Regions from separate parts of the Drosophila melanogaster genome. Here region 1 is linked to region 2. Evidence: chromatin contacts called from public Hi-C data. All regions are on one chromosome and are shown on one strand. Each heading gives the region's core, a stretch centred on a gene start, on an enhancer-like site or on the middle of the called end of the contact. The rest is flanking DNA. Distances are from core to core; before and after follow the strand shown.

Region 1 (5,951 bases), core at 278-2,777, 190 kb before region 2:
GTCTGTCCCAAGTGGCGTATACGCAATACGCTCGTATATCATTCGCTGTGGCACTATAGGCGCATTTGTTGTTGCTGCCTGTGTGAATGATGAGTGTTGAGTTGCAGGTAATAATTGCTACTGGTCGTCATCGGGCTTGTCGTGAGCTCAGCGCAAACATATAATTAAGATTGAGCTGAGTTCCCGCTCAAGTTGAAGTCTCCAAAAAGGTCACTCTCTCTCTCTTCTTTTTTTTCGTCTCTTAAAAGGCCATATATTAAGAAAAAGCAAAAAAAAAAAAAAAACAGAAAGAAAAGTTAAAACAGCATAGCTTGGCACAATTATGAAATATTTTTGCAAAAACGCCAAAAAGAAACAATCTCAAACCGGTTCTCGCTTCACGTAATGAAGGATAATGATGATGATGATGACGATGCGCAGTCCAGGCTGCCAGCAAAAGCAAAAGCCTCCGATCTTGAAGATTCAAGATTCAAAACCTCAGTGCCGACCGAATAGAAGTGGAGAAAAGATTTATGCCCCATACCGAGCCAAAAGGAGCCGGGCATCCACACAAGATGAAGATGAAGATGCCACTTGCCACTTGCAACAAGCGCAGCGTTGCGTCTGCTCGCCCGCAGGCCGCTTTATTTGTCAAGATTAATTACAAAAATTTGCGTTAAATCATAATTTTCAATGTTTTATGAGCCAGCCGCCCGCCTAGAACACACTGCAAAAACGAAACACCTTTCGTTGATTTACGACTCATTGTTGGTTATGGCACACACACAAAAAAAAAAATAAATAAAAAAGTAAAAAGTTGTTGACAAGCCCATGCTGCGATTGCTTTTGGCATTTTGCCTGCGAATGACATTTATCTGAACCTGCGGTAAAATGCAACGAAAATTTGTTGCCGGCCATTGGTGTTTGATAAGATTGAGTGGCGAAATATTTGGCAACTCATTGGGCGTCAAGTTGACAGAGTGCACATAAATTTGAAATTTTGTGGGAATGGTATGTCGAATTTTCAGTTAGTGTGAACATCAACATAAAATTGCTTAACAATATAATATAGTCAGAGAGTTTAATAGTTAAACAGTCATAAATATGCCTATGAAACGGCCAATTTAACACAGCGTATTCAAACAAAAACTCCATTTCCTTTGCAGTGAAATTCCTGGCACTCCATAACAACATCATCAAAGGATGGTGCGCAACTTCGGTTCCCAGGAGTCCTTTCAGCTGAACCGCTCTACTGAAGTACAGAATTACAGAAATTCAAAGCCCCCCCGCTGAAGTATGCCATAAGGTAAGTCAGCCAGAGAGATGCTGTTTATGGTTTTAATTAAACGGGGGCAACATTGGTGCGCCTCATTAGCGGCAATTTGTTGGGCATGCCGCCATCAAATCGAATCGAGTAGCCTTTTTCACGGAAGCCACACGGTCCCCAGATAACCCACAATCCACTATGCACTATCCAGTATTCAGTGTTCGCTGCTCGGTACATGTACAACCATACATACATACATACATACATAACCGATACTGGATAAGCTGGCACCGGAGTTTCAGCCCGGAGTTCCAGTTCCCGCCGCCGGACCTGCTAATTATGCATGTGTACTGTGTGACGGGCTCATGGGGTTTCTCGGTTGTTAGGTTCCTCGATTTCTCGGCTTCTTGGGGCCTTAGCCTTATCTATCAAAGCGTTGCGGGGCATAAAATTCAAATTGACACTACTGCGACGAGTGAAAGCGTGTGAACTGAACTTGAGACGTGGCACAGATAAAGATATACCGCATAGACCAAACAGTCGGCGGAGCTATATAAATTAAACTGAAACCGCAAATAAACATGAGGTTTTCCAATGGGTGGCAAACAAGTGGTGAAATAGATAACGAGTCAGACGCGTGACAAATGCATAGAGAGAACAAATTGTTTAGCAAAGAAATAGTTTAAAATCTTACAAAGAAATTAAATACATACATTTCAAAATACTTTTGACCAAAAATCAGTTGAGATATCCGTGACTCACGCACATTCTCGCAATCTCCTCATTTTCATGCATATGCAAACCGGGCAAGACAACAAACAGAAAAACACATTTAAGAAAAACAAACCAACAAAAGCCGCTGGCACAACAATCACCGAGCTTAACCCATAAATCTACACATGTTTACATTGGCTTAGCCACTCGATTTGAGGCCGTTTTCTGAGCCCGGTGCGCTTCCATATCAGTTGACAAATTTGTCAACTTGCCTGGCAACTTGAATGACATTTTCCAAACCAATTTCCCCCGACCAACCACCACCACCACCAAAAGTGGAAACCACCCAAAGGAAATCCAAACAATGGACAAACAGCGAACAACTTGAGTCAGCTGCGACGCTTTCAATTCATGAAATGGACAATTGTTGTCTCGCAACGTTGACTCAATTGAACAAGGCCCACAGAAACAGGTAACAATATTGGCCATCAGCAGCGGCAACGGTAGCAGTCAACAACTGTAATTACTCCGACTGCGATAAGGTTGGCCAAGTTGAAGTTGGAGTTGCACAAGTCAGTCTTATCAGACAATAAATTGCAGTTGGATGAGTCAATTGTTTTTACTTTAATGGATGCCTCTCTGCTTTTTGTTAATGAAAGTCATGCATGTAATAGGAAGTTATGCTCACACAGCACAGAAATGTAGAAGTATTTGTTTGTTTTCCTTCCATGGATGTCATAGATTTTCAAAGGATATATGATTGGCTTTTTGCTTAAGGCCAAACTACCAAGTTCATAGATATATAATTCGTTTTGCTTTTCCAAAGCTTATACATTATTACATTGAGTGTGATCACAACAAATTATAAAAATGCAATGTATAAGCCTATGCGTTACTACGCCTCCATGGTTAGAACATAAATCATGGCCATATCTTTATCAACTATCTGCTATCTAATGCCATCGATGCAGCTGCTACCGGCCAGAAGTCGAAGATAAATGCGACCGCGAAAACTTTGACAAGCGATTAACTTTACAATTTATCGCCGAGCAATTTGAATCGTCGTAAATCTCGGCGCGGCAGCTAACCGTGTGTTAAGAACTGGTGCCCCGGCTCATGTTGCGTCATTAATTTAACCAGTTGTTGCAACAAGTATTAGCTCAGCCATTGGGTCAGGTTCGAGGCGCTCTCTAAGTATCGCCCTGATTAAAACATCAGGCCGAGCTTGGGGTAAAGTTGTTCCACCAGTCGAGTGGAGCCCCTCCGCTGCTCCACTGGCACTTTGCCACTCGACTCCTCTTCTGCTTATCCCATGGAGTCTGTTTTTATTTATGCATGTTTAAACATATTTAATGTCATTACGGGCACCTCTTGCGCCCAGCGCCCATGCCACAAAACACGCATTTAATTATCTGCCCGGCTCCACATGCCCCATGCGCATTAATTTAATGAACGCATGCATTTCACATTTTTATCATGTCCAATTGGATGGAGGAGGGGCATTTGGAGATCTGCGAGGGATCTGGGGGCAACTCGGGGGATCGCTGGTGTATCCCGGTAGCTGTCCGGCCTGTTCCAATATATTTATTGCATCGTCGCCTTCAATGTGGTTGCTCTGGTTAGCGCTGCCGTTGTTGTCGTTGTCGTCGTCGCGTTTTTAATCGCATTTAATATTTCATTTTATTAAGCCAATCGTTGAGTCCAGCAGTTGGGTGTGCATCTGCATCTTCATCTTCATCTCCATCTGCGCGAAATGTGCATCGCCATGTCCGCGAATGTCTGCTGATCGTCTGGCGAGCAGTGAGCAATTTGCTTAATGCTGTCATAAGGCTGTCAGTTTATCATTTGCATTGCGGCGCCTTTGGCGACATGGAGATGACACTTAATAAGTAGCCAACTTAGTTGCCACCAATTGCTAGCTGGCCGTTAAGAGTGGTCAGCTTGGAGTTGGCAGTTGGTTGGTTGGTTAGCTGATGGAAACGGACGAAATGCCAGACATTTCATTACTGCCATGTGGCTGCCACAACTCTGCAGCTGCAAACTGAATACAAACTGCATTCCATTGAGCCAGCCAAGCGAAGTGTAGCAGAGCAATTGTCAATTGCACCACCCTATAAAAGAATGCACAGGAAGAAATTCTATATTTTCAAACTATTTTATACATTAAAAATCCAATGAAAGTAAAAAATGTATAATGTAATCAAAGTTAAAATGTACAGCTAGTTTATATATCAGGTTCCCATACCATCTTAAAATTTTAGTAGTTTCGGGACAAAAAATGGGTAAATCAACTGTGGCAACCTATTGAGGCAAGTTTTTGTTGCTCCTGTTTCCTGTCGTTACATGAGATGCACGTTGTAAGCGGATAGGCTGTGAGGGTTGTTCAGAAATTCACTTAATAATAATATTGCATTATATATTCAATGTGAAAGCTTTAACTGAAATGATTATCTATGAAACATTTAAAGAGTATTACATTCAATATGTGATATACAATTTAAATTCAATACTCACCAATCTGCCCTCGCTTCGTACCCATTGATACTTATGCCAATTACCATTCTCCGTTCGCCTCTTTGCAGACAAATGCCATGGACTCGCTTACAATTTGGTCTCGTCTTGTCAATCAATTGGGATCGAGTCGGGGTCTAGAACTGGAAATGGCCAAGGATGACCGGCGACCGTTTCCTGTTTGGGTTGGCAAGTTGGTAAGTTAATACTCGGACTAGGCTCTAACTTAATTAGCCGCACGACAGACTGAAGACTAAAGACTGAATGCCGAAAGCACACGACCCCGACCTCTGGTGACCTCAAAGCTGACGGAGGCGACTAATTTATCAAAATGGCTAGAAAAACTGAAATAACTCTACGCATAATTAAATCCAGCTAAAAACGAAAAATGAGTGAAACACCGCGATACTCAAATGCGTTTTTAAACCGTTGCGCAACGCCTATTTCTAACAGTTTTAAATTTTGTTGAGACTTTTCTTTGGTGTTTTGTTCGAATTTTTCTTTTGCTTAATTGCCGCCTATTAATCCCGACTCCGTTAATGGTCTCACAAACAAAAATTCTAATTAATGAAATATTTTTCGGCCTTTTGCATGCATTGTCTACTGTAGGCATTCCAGCCCACCGAAAGTATAATCAATCATGGCCCAAGACCTCATGGATCTCACAGATGGTGGAGATTTTTGGACAAAGTGAACTTGAGTGTGTTGACAAATTTGTGAGTTGCCGGCATGGATTGACAGGAAAATTGAGTAATCAATCATGGGCCATCAAACGAAGCCGACCACAGCGAATTGGCCTTCGAAAGGTCTGTTTAGTTAGTTAGCGAAATCAAGTCTTATCAACTGATGATGCACGTCGCGGCCATTATTTAAATGCTAATGTTAATTAACGAAATCACGTTAGTCGAGAATGTTGACAAAAATCTCACAATCAGTAGTAGTAGTTGCTGCTCGAACAAGTTGATTCAGGTTTGCTTATATTTTTAGTCGCTGTGCCTCGCATGCGATTGAAACGAAATATAAAATTACATTAAATTACCGGATGTAATTGCGGTGGTCGTGCCAGTCGCCTCTCTCAACCCGGTCAATGAATCACGGCCCGGCGCACACGAAATGCGTCGAAACAAAAGACTCAGGCAACGAACTCGAATTCAACTCGGCCAGATTTCAAGCGGCCGAGCACTTCACTTACGTATGTCCAAATCAGGGAAACCAGCAACCCACACAGAATGGTAGAAAAATCGAAAAACAAATGAAGAGAGACCCACACAGAAAGGCCAGTTGAGTGGTATCTTATCAGGGCTAACGATTTTGTCAAATGACAATTTTCTTGGCCCCATTGAATGCCTCTTTTTCACGCCATTCATTGACTTTTGTATGGTCCATTTAGTTGTCAATTATTTTTGATAGCCTCAGCTGAGGCAGCTGATAAGAACTGGTGACTAGCAAGCACAAGACTTGTTTAACAATCCCAGGAAAT
Region 2 (5,869 bases), core at 44-2,543:
TCACTGTCCGCTTTTTCTTTTGAAGCACAACATGAGTATGATCAACCACGATGAGATGTTTTACCTTACTTATTTTGAATGGAATTTTATAAGAGCTCTAACTGTATTCAAATTCTATCGAAACTTCAAGTTCAGTACAAAAGGATTAGAATACGCATTGGAAACCTTTTTTTTTTAATATTCCCCTTAAAATTATTAGCAGTTATTTGAAAACTATAAGCTTTAATTAAAATACTAATACTTTTGGAGCCTCAAACAAAACCATTTCAGACGAATATTGAGTCATTGCATTCACATATTGGCCGTGCCCTTTCTATTTAACTAAATTTGAGCGATTTAAATTTAATCTTCTTTGAACATGCCATTTTTGGGGTTGCCTAAAAGCTAAGACAGAGAAAAGAAAATTTCAGCAATTTACATGCATTCGATGGAGTGGCCGAACTTTCTGGGACGTCGCATGCAGACATATTACTCATCCGCCCCGTAAACTAAAATTCGAAATACTCTTCAGTGTTTGTGGTTTTCTATTTTGCTTTCGTTTTATTTTCCATCGGTTTTGACTGCACCTTATTTGGGGCTTAAACGAAGCGCGAAGAATACCACTAAATCTTGAGCGCCAATAATTCAATAATTTTACGCTTAAATCATAGCAAATTAACCCATTTCCGGCGCAGACAGCGCCATATAAATTATGCCACGCGACGTGCGACTTGAGACGGCTGAAAAAGGTTTGGATTGTGATGGTGAAGGTGGTTCCCAGTCTCCTGCTGAAGTTATGAGCTCTAAAGATTTTTTTTGGGTATGCAGGAATTTTTGAATTGGTTAATAAGTGCACTATATTACACTATTGAAAGCCTTTTTTTTAAAGGTTTAAGAGAAAATTATAACACTGCTTATACACCATTACAATTCTCTCCCAACATCTAACTTAATTTTATTTCAGTGCCTGTTTTTTTTAGAGAGGTACTCAGCCGTCTGCTCTATAATTGAGGTACTGAAAAATCGTCTTCAGAAGGGTTTGGCTAACGCTTATCTCTGGGGCCAAGAAAATGGCCCAGTCGCGTCGAATAGAGCGCCTTGGTGGATTGCCAGGTGTGAGTCAGTTGATAGTTGTGGCAGTGGCAGTGCAAAAAAAGCAAAACGGAAAGAACGAAAAGTTGCTACAAGCAGTCGCGTGAGCGTGAAAATGGTTTTTCGTTTCGCTAGCACCCACACCCACAACCACCACCACCCACCGCGCCTTTTCCTTTCCGGAATTTTCAGAGCGATGGACGTGGGGCGTTGGCTTTGTGTTGCGCTTCGCCGAAGACGAGCTGACAAATGCTGAAACGTATCGTATGCCATCTATCATCGTGCATTAGAGCAGCGTCCGTCCGGCTGTCCGTTTGTCCGTTTGCCCGCCTGTCCGTTCGTCCAGCAGTCCGGTTGTCCGCTTGTCCGTCCGCTCGGCTTTCCTTTTCTCCTTCTCGGTTAGTTGGCAGCAAGTTAAGTGCCCGTTCAATGGCCGGTTTGGGCCACGTTTTATGATACAATGTTAATTTCCTACTTGGGCTTTGGTCTAGACTCTGCTGTTGGAAACTGATTGCTGCCTCCATTTAGTCGTGGGGTTAGCTTGGGGCACATTTGAGTGCTGAATGGTTGGGGGTCCTCTGTATGAGTGCTAGAGATTTATGCGCCAGCGGGGCAATCATGTGGAATGCATGTTAATTATAGTACATCGAACGAACCGAACCGAAATGGAACGAAATGAAGCGACAAAACACGGTAAAAAATATTAATCACAGGGCAGGAGACGCCTCTAATTTGCTGTCTCCAAAAAAAATGTATTGTTATTTCAAAAATATATATTCTTCTTTTTTAGATTTTAATAAAAGCACAGAGATGTAAAAAATACTTTAATGTTTTATAGAACAATTTTAAATGAATATCACAACTAAATCAATTATGCTGTACAAGAAAAAAATTGATTTGCATTGTGGTATAAAACAGTGACCTTAAACTAAAATATTGAGCTGGTAAACAAAAAAAGTAATTGTATTTTTTGTAGACCGATTATCGTAGTAAGGGTTAATAATTTGAAAAGAAAACAAAAATTTGTATAAAAAATTGGCAGTCAGAAGTGAAGTTTTTCCTTGCCAAAAGGTTAGTTTTTTTTCAGTGTAAGGCTAGTGAAGCAAGTGAGTCGTGTGGGCTCTGATCTGGATGTTGTTGCAAATCAATTTGATGTTATTAGTTAATAATTAGAAGCCGAGGCGAGGCAGCAGCAGTCCCATCAACAGCGTCGCGCACTTAACCAGGCAGCCTGGGGTTAATGCATGCGACGTGTTTGAACTGTAAATGAGGTGGAAATGTCAGATGGAGGAGGGTATTCCGTTCCTCACCTGTAAAACTACAGCAACTCCATCGCTCCACAATTCACCCCAACCCCCTCAGCCGAGTTTAAATCGCTGGCAGTTTGTGGTTCTTATTTATGAGTGGAAAATGTCTGCGAATAATGCCACTTAATGAATAACTCAGGAGCAGACGAGGCAATTTAGAGGGGCGCTACAACAAATACGTTCGTATTGCCAATAATTTGACAATATTTCCGCACGTGCCCAACATCCGAGTTAACCACCTGCCACCTGCCCCCGTGCCTCATGCCGCATGCCAACCATCGATCTGGACTCTCACGCAGGCAATTGGCCGGAAATGTTGCTGCGGCATAATTTGTCAATTGTGCGTGTTGATTTCTGAATTAGCTAATTTGGATTTTAGTTATTAGATGGTGATTACGTGTGTTTCTGCATGTCTGTAGATGCCACCCCACCGAAATTGTGCCCTCATTTCTGTCAAATGAGCTTTGTAATTATTTTTTTAGCTATCCCAGTTTGTCAATGAGCTGCTTATTTTTGTGGCTGCGGTTTGAAATGCTGCAGAGCGTATTTATTATTTATTGTGTTTATTTTGCTGGAATTTAAGCTCGTATAAACATCGGCATCCGTATCAGTTTTGTAATATACATTGGTTGGCAACGTCGGCTTTAGCTCTCAAAACATTTAATTAGATATGTTTAGGATGTTGGCATTAGTAAATTGCATTTATTGCATTTATGGTAATGCATGCATTGTAGCCCCAACTTTAATTAATGACAAATTATTTTCAGATGTGAACTTTTAGAGGGGGATTAAATATTATTTAGTTTGTTAACACATTTCATATGGCCTTGCGTTTAATTATTATCCCCAAAATGAAACTAATTTCCTGTATCGAAAAATTATCATTTTTCGGATGCCTATATTGAAATTATTCAGCAATTAGGAATATTATTGTTTAATAAACGCCTAATTGGTGCACACAAGTTGAAGGCTATATAAATCATGCATTAGTATTATTTCGATTGGAAACAAAGGTCATATTTTCATTTGGATAAGCAATGCCGTTTATGTTTATATTTTATTGAATTAGTTTTGAGAATTATTTAGGTTTGCATTTTGAATTGTTTGATTGCAATAACATATTGGCTATTACAAATTGTGCAAGCTTACAAATTGTTGTTTAGAAATGTTTAGGACCTAATCGCTATTGAAAAGCCAGAGAATTTCTTGTTAATACTAAACTGTTCCCACTATAAAAAGTCCCTCGGCTAGTTCAAAGCGCCATATATTCGAACTCTTATACCCAGTGGGCTTAGCCTCAAAAAGCTTTCGCTCTATTTAAGCCAAATACTCTCATAGTTATTATACAATAATGTGGGAGTTAAAGCTCCTCCAGCAAAGCTGCAAGGATAAAGGCCTGCAATGGTGTGTGAATTTCCGCTACCAAAACAGCTGATGACTGACCAAATCCAAGAATTAAATGAACTGTTTGACCCAACGAACCTTTTGAGAGTAACAAAGGTCTTTCGCCATATATTCGCTTGAAAAGCGAAAAAATGCATATTTCATTAGCTTTGAAAGTTAAACGACTTCCAGGAATAAGTACTTCTACTTTCGCTTGAAACAGGTAAGCGGATGCTTTGTCTATTCCGCCTTCGGCAATGGAATTTTTCATTTCATTTTCCATTTCTCTAACAAAATACGACAGAGAACATAAAAATAAGATGTTATACATATAATGGCATAAATATAAAAAACATAATAGCTTTAAAGGTAATAATTTAAAAATGCAACCTTTCTTATTTCAAAGTTTTTAATTGATTGCTTAAATTAAATTTAAATTTGTATATTTTTACATTGATATTGGTGTACTCTCATTGTCAAAAGTACTTAGATAAAAAAGTGCAACACATTCAATAAAATGTATATTTAATATTAAGAGTAATTTCTTCAAATTTTTCGTGGTCCGTAAACGATGCGATACAAATTAAATAGCAACACTTAGCGACAAGAATAAAAATAATAGCGTGACAGCGCATTTAAGTGGGCTTGTGGGCGTATCATTGGCTTAAAGAGATAAGATGAAAATAAACTACTTTTAGTGGGTAGTATCTGTGCGAGGCACTCCTCCACGGGCACACATGCAAATGAAAAACACATTGCACCGCCACCAACCGCAAATTGACTAAAACCATGCCCAAAGGGGGCGGATGGAAAAGTGGGCTTTGGCGGCGGGCTTGCCAAAGAGGCATCCGCCACATCCTCGGCGCCGCTTCTGTAGTTTTCACTGTCTGTCACAAGACAATTTGTGCGCGCAAAATACAAAATAATACACATTCATATAAACTTACAGAGCGAGAAAATATTGCATTTAGTTTAAGAATATTTTAACATAAATTAGTTTGTTTCAAACGAAACTAAAGGGAATGTATTGGAACTTATGTGCTTATGCTTAAAAAAATATTGATAAAGGAAGGTTTTCTAATAAAATATTTTATTTTTAATACAGTTTTTGTCCGTGCTAAACTGCATATACATATTTATAGAGACTCTCGCACAAATAAGCATATGCATGGCACAGTTGTTCAGCTGCTGCCTGGCATCAGACTCGAGGGACGCTGCTCCTCCGCCTTTGGCTTGGCACACATCGCGTATACGTAACGCAGCCAACTACAATACGTCTAGGATATGCGATACATACACGGATACACGAATATATGGCCACGAGGATGCCCGACACATGAATACATACATACGTATAAACCGCTGCACTGTAGAGATTTCAAGTGAATAACTTGTGCGGGTAAACATTTTAGATTTTGATAAATTGCAACTTATACGTTCTCTGTATAAATAAAAGATTTACGTAAATCGCCTGGTAAATGGCTGTAAAGAAAATGTGCGCGGTGTCTTCACTTTTACCCCACTACCACTCCCTTTTCTTCGACATCCTGGTGTTGCTGTTGCCCTTATGTTTGCCTGTGTGTATGTGGGTGTGCGCATAACAAATGCTTACCAACTTAGCCACTGACTCATCTGGCAACTGAGCCTGGACAGCTTATGTCATAGCCGAAAGATGGTGAGAGGGGGCGGGAAGGTAAACCATATCATGAATTTGGCTATACCGTTTTTCGCAACCATTTTCGTTAGAAAAAAAAAAACAAAAATAATATTAACTGGTCTGATGCAGCGGTATTGTGGTAATCAAAATAAGAATTTAATAAAGCAGTTAATTGAGGTAAAATTGATAGAATTTTAAAGTGATTTTTATGATAGATTATATTAATCATAATAAATTTTCGAGATACTGTAGGAAAGATATGTTTAAAAACTTACAGAATTCATTAGAATTGAACACATTTTGAAAGCTTTTTTTTAAAACAGATTCTGAAAATTCATCTTACTCCGTTAATTAATGTGTCTTAAATGTTTATCTAGCCTGAAATTGTCTGGAGCCGTATCCTTAAGCGCATAAGTCATCGCATCCAATCGTTTCTGTATACGGCATGCAG

What was found. A called contact is a pair of places that touch in the nucleus more often than the background predicts.
Region 1: a Hi-C map of the Kc167 cell line shows a contact between it and region 2, with 1.5 times the contacts expected there. The contact joins two enhancer-like sites. A contact is called at or near these places in 4 of 107 Hi-C or Micro-C datasets (the Kc167 cell line, the S2 cell line, cellular blastoderm embryo and 1 more).

Annotation. Positions count from the first base shown.
Region 1 is chr2L:11,957,262-11,963,212 of dm6, reverse strand. It overlaps lncRNA:CR43314 (long non-coding RNA::CR43314), which reads left to right. Exons shown (of 2, transcript NR_047937.1): 2 at 1,146-5,951. Among named protein-coding and RNA genes, the nearest start is that of mir-bft, 6.7 kb to the right of the region's middle. Within about 2 kb of position 1,527, at least 25 of the 39 cell types and tissues checked have an H3K27ac peak or open chromatin away from gene starts, as enhancers often do.
Region 2 is chr2L:11,762,750-11,768,618 of dm6, reverse strand. No RefSeq gene overlaps it. Among named protein-coding and RNA genes, the nearest start is that of Sfp33A1, 11 kb to the right of the region's middle. Within about 2 kb of position 1,293, at least 6 of the 39 cell types and tissues checked have an H3K27ac peak or open chromatin away from gene starts, as enhancers often do.